3 separate regions of the Gossypium hirsutum genome follow, and all the other regions are linked to region 1. Evidence: chromatin contacts called from public Hi-C data. All regions are on one chromosome and are shown on one strand. The core of a region is the stretch at or near the end of the contact, and the rest is flanking DNA. Distances in the headings are between cores, read along the strand shown.

The links. A called contact is a pair of places that touch in the nucleus more often than the background predicts.
Region 2: a Hi-C map of leaf shows a contact between it and region 1, with 3 times the contacts expected there. The contact joins the promoter of LOC107948834 here to the enhancer-like site in region 1. A contact is called at or near these places in 16 of 34 Hi-C or Micro-C datasets (anther, callus, fibers and 4 more).
Region 3: a contact with region 1 is called in a Hi-C map of leaf, with 2.3 times the contacts expected there. The contact joins two enhancer-like sites. A contact is called at or near these places in 4 of 34 Hi-C or Micro-C datasets (fibers, leaf and seedling).

Annotation. Positions count from the first base shown.
Region 1 is chrA04:74,710,607-74,714,546 of Gossypium_hirsutum_v2.1, reverse strand. No RefSeq gene overlaps it. Among protein-coding and RNA genes, the nearest start is that of LOC107948029, 34 kb to the right of the region's middle. Within about 2 kb of position 1,811, at least 4 of the 9 cell types and tissues checked have an H3K27ac peak or open chromatin away from gene starts, as enhancers often do. A contact at or near this core is called in leaf, where this site is marked.
Region 2 is chrA04:74,670,501-74,674,440 of Gossypium_hirsutum_v2.1, reverse strand. It overlaps LOC107948834 (BEL1-like homeodomain protein 9), which reads left to right and starts at 1,939. Exons shown (of 4, transcript XM_016883487.2): 1 at 1,939-3,552. The coding sequence starts at 2,575.
Region 3 is chrA04:74,750,710-74,754,649 of Gossypium_hirsutum_v2.1, reverse strand. No RefSeq gene overlaps it. Among protein-coding and RNA genes, the nearest start is that of LOC107949364, 8.6 kb to the left of the region's middle. Within about 2 kb of position 2,294, at least 3 of the 9 cell types and tissues checked have an H3K27ac peak or open chromatin away from gene starts, as enhancers often do. A contact at or near this core is called in leaf, where this site is marked.

The DNA of each region.
Region 1 (3,940 bases), core at 562-3,061:
ACTAGGGGTGTCATGTTTTTACTCCTGTACGTTGATGATATTATACTGACCGGGAATAATGAGGTAGATATTGCAGACTTTGTGAAATATCTAAATGTCGTGTTTTCACTAAAGGATTTAGGGTTGTTGCATTATTTTTTTTAAGAATTGAAGTCAAGTATATTAACAATAGGTTGTTTCTTAGTTAGAGAAAGTATATTACAGAATTGTTAAAAAGAGCTCATATGGACTAAGCTAAAGGTCAACCAACGTATATGGTAAGCACATATGCACTTTCGACCACTAGGGGATGTTAGAGTGTTAATAAATTAGAGTATTAGTGAATCAATTACGATTTGTTATTCAGTTGTTAAATAGTTGTTAAGCTGCTAAGCAAGAGTAGTTAGTAGTCATCTACTATAAATATCAAATCATTGTGTACAGAGACGACTAACAATGAAAGATACTGAATACAATTCTTAATCATAAGCTTTCTCTTATTTTCAATACAGTTTTAGGTTAAGTTTACCTTAGATTTTAACAGGGGAGACGCTTTCATTGATGTACATGAGTATCGGAGCATTGTTGTATATTGTGATAACCAGACCTGAAATTGCATTTGCAGTAAATCACATATGTCAGTTGCTGCATCAACCATTAGATTTGCATTTCAATTCTATGAAGAGAATTTTGCGTTAATTGAAGGGTATGCTTGATCATCATTTGATGTTTTGGCTAGCATTGCAACTATTTATTGAAGGGTTTGCTGATGCGAATCTGGGATCAGATGTGGACTATAGACACTCTACCACCAGATATTGCATCTTCTTTGGTGGAAATCATGTATCATGGTCTTCTAAGAAGCAGTAAGTGGTCTCTTGTTCGACAGCAAAGGCTGAGTATCGAAGATTAGCCTTTGCCACAGCTGATGTTATGTGGCTTGAGTCCTTAGTCATGGAGTTAGGAGTTGCAATGGATGATAAATCAAGAATCTGGTGCAATAATACTAGTACGGTTGATGTGTCCGCGAATTCGATTATGCATTCCAAGTTTAAAGGTGTTGAATTAGATGAGAAATTTGCAGAGGGACAACTATTTATTGGTGAAGTTCCTGGCTATGATAAAGTGGTAGACATACTTACTAAGCCCTATCTGCTCCATCATTTTGCCGGTTACGAGACAAGCTAGGCGTTCCCTTGCTACCTTCTTCAAGTGATGCCTTGTGTTCATCTCAAGTATGATTTCTTCTTGTTGGTTAATTTTGTTTTGTTTTTCTTGGTTTTTTTAGGAAACATAACAAGCGGAGATTGATAGGTGAATGTTAAGTTATCATATTAGCATAGGTTAGTTATTTACTAGTCTGTTATGTTAGTTTAAATATGGTTGTAACTTCTTTTACTGTTAACAACTAAATTGATTGTCTAGGATGAGTTGTTAGTAACAACCTTATCAGTAATTAGTAGTTTCCTATTGTATAAATTGAGTTGGGCTCCTATTGGGAGCTATTACAGCTAAATAAATAAAAAGGAGTAGCTATTTTCATTCTTTCTATTTTGTTCACTCATCTATAAACTGATCAATAAACACTGTAATTAATCTAAAGGCGCGACCCTTAGTTACCCAACATATAAGATTGCATATTCAGAATTCATTTGCCATAATTTTTTAAGTGATGCTGTGCCGTCTACGTTATATCATGCACGAGCATAAATTCATAAAAACGCTGGTGAGATGGTCAACACCCTATTGACAAAGGATGCTGTTGATGACTTTGCCTCTGAGCTTTACCGTCTCAGATCCTATAATCTGTAGACTCTACTAAGTTTTACAGACCCAATTTTCAGATTCATCATTACCTCATTATGAAATTGGAAATGGGCTTCAACCCTACACCAATCCATTCATTTTACATTTTCAGTAGGCTAACTTCACATGAACCCATAACGCCTACAAGTAGATCAAAATCCAAACATGTTAAGCCCAAAAATTCGATGCAACTTTTCATATGTTCTGATCTTTCACAAGTAACTCTAGTTATTAAGAACCACGTGTTAACTTGGCATTTTCCTCTAGGCAAATTAATCACACAAGTCGGTAAGGAAAATCCATTCAAAAAATCCTTGTCTTAACAAGTTCATTTCGCATCAGATAATTGAAGACTGCAACACACTTTGAGTGGAACACACAGAGTAAATGTCTGTGTTTCAAATGATGGTGCTCACAGCTTGCCTGCACGACAATTATTTACTCTTTCTAACGCATCCAAACCCCTCATTTTTAATGAGGCCATGTGACAATTTTTTTTTTTCTATTTGCCTCCATTGATAATAGTATGGCATTAAATGACATACAACATGTTGTAACTTTGTTTTGTTTGTGATACCCCTTCTCTCATTGCAGGTAGTTGAATTGGATCAATCACTCTCTTAATGTTTGATTATTGCACGTAATAGTGGCAGGTTTTCTTCTTCTTCTTCTTCTTCTTCTTCAAAGCATTAGGGAGCCGATTAAGAAGTAAGAAAATGTGGTGAAACGATTAAGAGGAAATAAAAATGATTGTGAAAGTGTAAAAACAATGCATGATGAACAGTACGAGCAGTAGTACAGTACTGAGGTGGGCGGGCCTTTAAAATGACTTTTTTTAGCTAAATTGGTTCATATTGAACGTATTCTTAAATGGGGAATCCAAATTTATTTACTAGTAAAAGAAAGGAAAAAGATTGATTTGTACAGTTAGTCGTATAAAATTTCTGGTTTGCCAGTTATGTAGATATAGTATTAAATAGACAGAAGCATGGGGTTGGGGTTGGGTCATTGGGAGTCCCTTTCATCTTTTTCTCCTTAAAGCGGATTGGAACATGGTGAAGCTGAAGCAGGACATTGCACCAATGTTTGTTCTTTTTATTGTAATAATAATTATTATTATTTGTAAAAGGAATGCTTTTTATGGGAAAACAGTGCTAAGTCTTAATTATTGTGTTATATTGGCCAAACGAGTAAATCTTACTTTGTAGGCAATTCCAAGTTATGGTCACAAAAAAAAAAAAAACGTTTTTATATATTAATTTACACGACGTGGGTGGGTGAAAAAATTAATATAAAATCCAACAGTGATTTTAATTAAGGTGGTAAAACTTTTTTTAAACTTTAATAAAATAGTAAATTTGAGATAATAAAAACTTTCATGATTCTCATTATGTTTTTTTTTTAAATTTATCAAAATATAAAGGATATAAAAACTATTAAAATAATGTTTTTTACGTTTGTAAAAGTAATAAACTTTTAATAATTTTATAATTAAATTGATAAGTGATATTAACGATAGTTTATATTAAAATTTGTCATACTCACCATCTGTGACTATAATTAATCTCCTCACTACAGGTGTTATCTAATAAGATAAACAACTGACTATAAAATGTGCTACCTCTATTTTTTTTTTCTAATGTGAGAGATAATTTTTTTTTCCCTGGAGGGAATAGTTTCAGAGGAGTAAATAATTATTCTTATATACTTTTATATTAAATTAATGATTTTGGCTGCTTTTTTTAAAAAAAAAATCATAAACTTTATATACTTTGGCTTAGATTTTGAAATTTTTGGCAAAAAAAAATAGATTTTGAAATAAATAAATAAATATAGTAAACTACACCATTAGTCATTAGACTCTAAGTAAGTTTTTTATTTTGGTCACTAAAATTTTGATTTTTTTTGTTATCTAATTATTAAGTGGCACATTTTTAGTTGATACAATAACAATTTTAATTCATAATTTTCATACTTTTTGTCAATTTCACTTTGATTACATATAAAATTATAAAAAAAACTCAAAATTAATTTTAAAATGAAAAATTGTTTTTCTTTTCATATAAAGAAAAAGCTATCGGTAAAAAATAGGAAACCAATAAATTTTCTTAATGTTTTTTTTTATGTTTTTTAAAGAATAAGTATTGGAAATCTC
Region 2 (3,940 bases), core at 690-3,189, 40 kb after region 1:
TACTTTGGACAAGCCCTCTTAGGTTGCTCCTAAAAGAGTCTGCCTTTGTTCATATATTAGCTAAATTGCTTCGGGGGAATCAATATACATCTTATTCGAGAATGATTCATAAACAGTTTAAGATTTATCAAATAAATTAATTTTTCGATAGGCTAATCCCCTAGTACAAGTTTTGTATGAAAAAATAAATGATTTGTTATGAAATATATTTTATTTCCATAGATGAGAATTAAACCCACTATTTTAAAGGATGGAATATCACTACACTACACTACACTTCATAATTTATCAAATAAATTATTTATCTTATGCAAACAAATTATCTCATAATACGTTTTGTAAAATAATAAGGTAAAAGAATATATCATAATGAATAAGACAACTGTAAGTGTAAACTCATTTTCCTTTTCTGAAAACTTTCAAACCCTAGCTCTTGTTTGGCATAATGGTTCGCTAGGTCGTTTGCCACCCATCTTTCCCTCGATTGGTCTTCATCTTTCCACCCTCTTCCATGTCAAGCCTAAACTTCGGTAAAGACTTTTTAAAGTTTGCATCTCTTGATTTAAATAATTTTTGAGAGAAATGACCACTTAGGTCAAAATTTAAAAGTTTGGACCTAATCTCGAAAATTTCTTATGAATTTAAAAAATAAAAACAAATTAGAAAGTTATGTTAGATGTAAACTTAATCAATTATTAATGAGTTGATGATTTCGTTATATGAAACCATAGCTAGAAGAAAAATAAACACTTCAACTGTAAATATGCCACATAAAGATCTACAAGACATCAATGATTTCATTTACTTTTGTCCAGGAAATTTAAAAAATGATTTTTGGCAGGTTACACGATTATATGGTGCAAAACTTTTATATATAAAAATACAGATATAGAGACAAGAGAATCATATAATATAAAAAAAAAGGCAAATATAAAATAGGTTCTAACATTAAATTTCCTGTGGAATAAAGGTTAATCATATATCTTACTTTAGCATCAACTACGAGTCCCTTAATATAACTCTTAAAAACAGAAAAATAATATATACACACATTGATAAGATAAAGTATATATACTTGTTCAATGTTAGGTTTATTTAACTTTTATTTGTGGGAATTTAAATAAAATATTCATTTTGAAACATGAATTCATAAAAGAAAATGTATAATTGAATATAACTCTAAATTTTTTTTATTTTTCTATAAATAATGATTTTTAGTAAATTTATAATTGAATCGAGATTCATTTGATTAATGAGTGACATCATGATAATCTAAATTGTATCAAGTTAATCGTTTGGTTGAAATAAGAATTGTTAGGGTACTAATTTTGAGAAAGATTTTAGATTAATTGAATTGAGAGTTGATATAAATTAATATAATTGAACCGATTTTTAATATTTTATTAATTTATTTAATTTAACTCTTTAAATCAATGAAATTAATTAAATTATTGATCATTAATCTAACTCGAATTGGATGTGGTTTTAAGTAAACAAGATATATTTTGTTAAAGTTGAAAAAGAAAACACAATAAGTTGAGAAAATAATAAAGATTAGAAGAAAGAAAACATCGTAAAGCGAAAATCGAAAGCATTGGAGGGATAGATGGGATTGAGTGTTAAGATCGGCAAACTCAGCCTGTCTTTCATTCATCAATCTCCTCACGTGCGTCATCACCTCAGAGGCAATGATCGTTTTTTACACAATAAACCAAATTTTCACATCTTCATATTTATGAAATCAAAATAATAAAATAAAATAAAATAGGTTTTATTTTTTTCATAAAGATATGAATAGTCAGTCATAGAATATAATAATAAAAAAAGCTACTTTTTTTTTTCTTCTTTTTTGATTTGCTGGTTAGAATAACCCCATAGCATAAAACACCAAAAGAATAGATAAAACGACAAAACATCTCCCCCAACCTTTGTCAGAAATATCTGCAACACAGTTAGTTCAATTATTACCGCAAATAGCCGGTCATCTTCCGGTCTCTCGAAACCCTATGATCACCAGACGTTCGAAGTGGTCAGAGAGAGAAAGATCACAGAGAAAAAAAATAAACAAAGATTCCGTTCGAGTGCCGGTGTGCGTTTTTTGAGTTTGAGAGTGAGTGGCTAACATGACATTGAGTTCATTTCTTTTTGTGTAAGGAAAAAAAAAAAAAGAACCAAGGAGAAAGATGTGTGAAGTTTTTTAAGTCCCAGGGCCAAAATTTCTGTATTTCTTGAACGAATCAGTTGTTAACTGCACCAGCTTTCTCTTCTCTGCCATGATCAACCTTTCATTAAATCATTTACAAAATATAACCCACACCTTTTATCTTTTTCACTGTTTTTTCTCTAATCAAATCCTTTTTTAATATAAAACCTTACAATATCAAGGATATAGTCATCTTGTTCTACCTATTTACTTTCTCTCTTTGGTTGCTGTTTCTCTTTTCTGTACCCTTTTCAATAAATTTCATTTTTTTTTCTGGGGGGTTTTCTTGTAGACTGAAACAGTAAAAACTGTGTGTGTCTATCTCTTAGAGTTTCAGCTAGAGAGTTTTTTTTTATTGTTTTTGTGTGGCTATGGCGGAGGGTTTCGAGCCCTACCATGTCCCACAACAAAGCAGAAGAGATAAGCTAAGAATTGTGGCACAAAACCACTCAGCTTGTGTTGAATCGACGGCTGTTACACTTTCAGGCTGCTCAGGTCTACTTCCTTTGTACGAGGCTTCTCTTCTTTCCTCCGATTTGTTGACTTGCGCTGCCAACGCTAGTGCTACCCATGACTTTCACCATCACCAGGCCAACCAGCTTTCGGCTTCGGCTTCTGGTAAAAACAGTAGCCTCGTTTGTGGAGTTAAAGGTGTGAATTCCATGGGTTTTGTTGGTGGGGTTGTTAATGGTTCTTCATCAGCTTCTCATCATCACCCTTATTTGGACGGACAATCGTCTTTACCCGTGAACCCTAGCTCTATTCATGATATGAATAACAGCCCTTTCCTTTATACCCCGCAAAACCTTCAAACCATAAGAGATTTTGACGAGTCTTATAACAGTGGTGGTGAAGTCGTGGTTTATAAACCTGAACCTTTGTCCTTGAACCACGAGTCCAGTGCCACTGCTCAGGCCTTGTCTCTTTCTTTATCTTCTCATAATACCCACCAAAACAATCTTCCTTTGGAGCTAAATCTACAGAGATACGGGTCTGCTATCTATAGTGACAAGGTCACTGACAGTGGCTATGTGGTTCCAAGCATTATTCGTGGCAGCGCTTCTACGTCGAATGAGGTTTCCAGGGGCTCCCTCCCTCTCGGGCCTTTCACTGGCTACGCTTCGATTTTGGAAGGATCCAGGTTTTTGAGGCCCGCCCAGATGTTATTAGAAGAGCTTTGCGATGTGGGTAGGGGACTTTATGCTGAAAAAATGACTCCTGATTCTTCTTTGATGGACCCTTCATTGCAGAATTTGACTGGTACTGGAATTATTGATGATTCTCTCAGTGGGGGGGATGGTGGTGAGAGTAGAAGAAAGAAGTCGAGGCTAATTTCAATGCTTGACGAGGTTAGCTTCTCATTTTCATTTCTTCTGATTTGGGCTTTGATATATATGAATGATCCGGCATGCAGTTCATTTTTGATGTACTTTTTTTTTGTTTGGGTTTTCATGGTTGGCAGTCCTGGTTTTCTGTTCTGCGAAGTTGGTCTTAAAACGGTAGTATATTAGTTTATTTGTATCCGTGTCTTTATCCCCCTTTAAAATCTTCCTTGAAGATGGTCTCTTTATGAAACTCGAGCGTTTCTGTCACTGTAGAAGTCATCATCCAGTATTAAAATAAACAATGTCAGATACTTTTTAATGGCTTTAAGTTTAGTCAGTGCTTGAACCAACATGCAATCTTGGGTGTTGCATGCATATTTGTCAGTAAAGTATACTCTACCTTCATCCATTT
Region 3 (3,940 bases), core at 1,045-3,544, 40 kb before region 1:
TTTATTTCCTTTGAAACCATTTACGTTGCGGAAGCTTTGCTCGAAAATCGTGATATTTTGAAAATAAGTAAATTTATAAAACGCGCTTTAGAGCTAACCAATTTAATATCCTAAAATATTAAAAATAATAAAAAGAGCGGCCTTATTACAACTTAAACTAGAATAAAAATGATCAAAATAATAAATGCGAAACTTATTTTAAAGAAAACAGAAACTTAATCTTCGTGGCCACTCTGAATCCCGCCCAGCTCCAAGTCCATCGATCTAAGGCTCACCTGCAAAGATGGGAAAAAGGGGGGTGAGTTTGGAAAACTCAGTGTGTAAAGTATCCCAACCAGAGCCCAAATCAGTTCAAGCTTTACTGGGCCTAAGCCCTATTCAGAATTTAGTGTTAACTGGGCCTTAGCCCATATCAATATTAATCTGGGCCATAGCCCCTTACAGTAACAGAGTATACTGGGCCTAGCCCATATCAGTATCAATCTGGGCCGTAGCCCTATTACAAGTCGGGATATATTGGGCCTTGCCCATATTGACACAGTTGGGCCCATTTCAATATAGTCTCATATGATTAGTGCATGATAACCCCATCCAACCCTGCACTTGCCTCCGTCCATCCCTACACTTCCTGTGGGGAATAAATCACCCACGCCATCCCTACACTTACAGTGTTAGCACCGGTTGCGGCACTAACTATAATCCGCAGCAAAGCTGCTTATATCAGAATATGTGGCACAGCCACCAGAACGGGTTCTTCCTCTATAACAAAACCCAACCCCATGCAACAGATATACATGTCATGGCATATAACAAACAGAATCAGATTATCATGCATTTCAGTCAAAATTAACCCTAGGGGTATAACGGTCATTTTGCACCTAGGGGTAAAATGGTAATTTTCATACTTAGGGGTATTTTAGTAAAATTTACTATTCTAGAGTTTACATACATATTCTAACCATTAACACATTAATGGAAGCACTTACCGAGCGTTTTTACCGAATCGGGCCCGTTGGCCCACTAACTATTTTCGGCCCATTAAGCCCAAATATACTGAAGTGCACGAAATTGTGCACTCTGCAATCATACTTCTTGTGATTACCAAAATTAACAACCAAACCACCTCATGAGCGCTCGCACGCTCGCATGTTCACAAATGCCAACTTTTCAGCTTTTCGGCTTTTCGGCTTTTTGGCTTTTCGGCTTTTCGGCTTTTGCTGATCTAGTCTATGAGTGGGTGTCATTTACACACCTGTTTTATGACGATTCGCTAACGAGATCTCCCCCACGATTAACCTTGTTGATCTTACTAGCCTCCAAATAGATCTTGATCGCTAGCCTTCGATGCGCACATATAAAAAAAATTGAATGAAAAATACTTAATTTTAATCTTGGCAAAAATCGATAGTCTCCCTTAAGTATTTAGGGGTTTTCAGCCTATCCTCGAATTACTAAATAAAAAAAATAAGTTCTGAATGCTTACCACCAAAGACGTTCTTGTCAGAAGCGTTTCCAACACTTTTCAAATCTTAGATCCACTGTGAATCTATCTTAATCGCAAGTAAGAAATAGATCTAAAAATTAATTCTCAAATCACTAAAGTATGGATGTTTCAGATTTTAGTATAATGAAAAAGAGAAAATAGAAAAGTAGAACAGAGGAGATGACAGTACAGATTCAGCTTTGAAGGAAATTAAAGAAGGAAGAGATGAGATAAAAGAAAAGAAAGAAAAGAAGAGTAAAAGAAGATAGGTTCGGTTATTATCGATGAAGGAAAGATGAACAAAAAGGAAATATTCATAAAAGCCAAAATTAAAAGAATAAAATACGGTACTTAATGCTCAATAAAAATTCTTTCTAATTTCAAATTCGCTTGCTTTGCTCCATGAATTAGGCATTTGAAATTTATCCAACCACCTAGCAGCCTTATCCACCGTTTGACCGCTTCAGCCTGCTGCCTGGGAAGAGTTTCGGTCAAACTCTGACTCTCCCCCATGTGAGCAGCAAAAATACAAGCCTTCCGTGCGTGAGGTGAGGCTTGAACCTCAGACCTCCGTCTGCCCTTGTGCCTTCGCCCGTGCTGCTGGCCACTGCACCATGCTTCTCTCTTTACTTATATACGGTCACAGTTAATTATAAACCTTACCTGCTGAAGTCTTGGTCCGCCTAAAAACAAACCAAAATAACGGCAGCACCTGGATTCGAACTCGTGCCCTCTCAGTCCCTTTAACGCGCTGCTGCCACTGTACCAAAATAACTCATCTTAACCCTTATTTAGCCGCGATCTACATATTAAAAAAAAAAAACACAAATTGTGCACAACGTGCCTTGAACCCAGGCTCCTCCCTGGCCACTAGGCCAGATGCTTGCTTCTGACATAAATTAGCCTGAACTATTAATAAGGCCTACCTGTGACAGCCCTTGGTTTTTCTAAAATAAAAACTCACATTTGCGCACGCAGGGAATCGAACCCCTGCTCCCTTCCTACTGCTTAACACGCCTAACCACTTGGCCAGATTCCTCCTTGTGTCCAATTTTAGCCCAACTTATTAATAAACCTTAATGCCTAGATCCCCTAAAGGAGCAAAAATAATAATTTTTGCTAAAGTCTTGGTCCAAATTTTTCCCACACTTTAAATACATTGTAATTTATTTAAAAACTAAAATAATAATAATAACCATAATAATGAAAATTTCAAATACGATAATATATATTTTTTCCTAATAATAATTATAATTTCCATAAATCAATAAAAATAGATACAGTAAAATTTTCTAATAATATGTTAATTTAAACACTAAATTAACAACAATAATTTTATAAATATATTTGTATCTAATAATTATAATGATAATAATTTTCATAAAAATTAAAATATTAGTAATAACATAAATATTTTATCAATATATATTTTTTTAAACACTAGTAATATTTAAAACTTCTCAATATTCAGGTTTTCTTCTATCCGAATCCCAGACTCAAAGCCCAACTCTTCTAGGCCCAATTTTTGGGGCGTTACATTAAAACCAAGAGATTTTTATCCAAGCATTTTGAGATGAAAGATCTTGGGGACGCCTCTTTTGTTTTAGGAATTCAGATACATCGAGATCGATCTCGAGGTATTCTTGGATTATCACAAAAGAGCTATATCGATAAAGTACTCAAAAGGTTTGGCATGCAGAATTGTAGACCAGGTGACACCCCTGTCGCTAAAGGAGACAAATTTAGTCTTACTCAATGCCCTAAAAGTATGTACGCATCCGGACATTGCGTACATTGTTGGGATGTTAGGTAGATATTTAAGCAACCCTGGTATAGACCATTGGATAGCAGCCAAAAGGGTTATGAGATATATTCAGAGAACAAAAGATTACATGCTTACTTATAAGAGATCAAATCTCTTGGAGGTCATAGGGTATTCTGATTCTGATTTCGCTGGATGCCAAGATAGTAGGAAATCTACATCAGGCTATATTTACCTGTTAACCGGAGGAGCTATATCTTGGAAAGTGTCAAATAGACACTTGTAGCTTCGTCCATTATGGCAGCAGAGTTTATAGCATGCTATAAGGCATCAAACCATGGAATATGGTTGCGGAAATTTGTCACAGGGCTGCGCATTTTGGAGAATGTAAAAAGACCACTCAAATTATTTTGTGACAATAAGTCAGCAGTGCTGTATTCCAATAACAACAGGAGTTCATCTAAGTCAAAGCATATTGACATAAAGTTCCTAGTTGTAAAAGAAAGAGTGCAAAATGGTCAAATCTCCATAGAGCACATTGGGACAAACTCCATGATAGCGAATTCGCTCACAAAAGGTTTACCACCCAAGGTCTTTCATGAGCACACTGCTCACATGGGTGTTACATTGTTTGAGGATATCATGATTTAGTGGGAGTTTATATTTCATACATTTATGTATTTAGTTATTTTCTG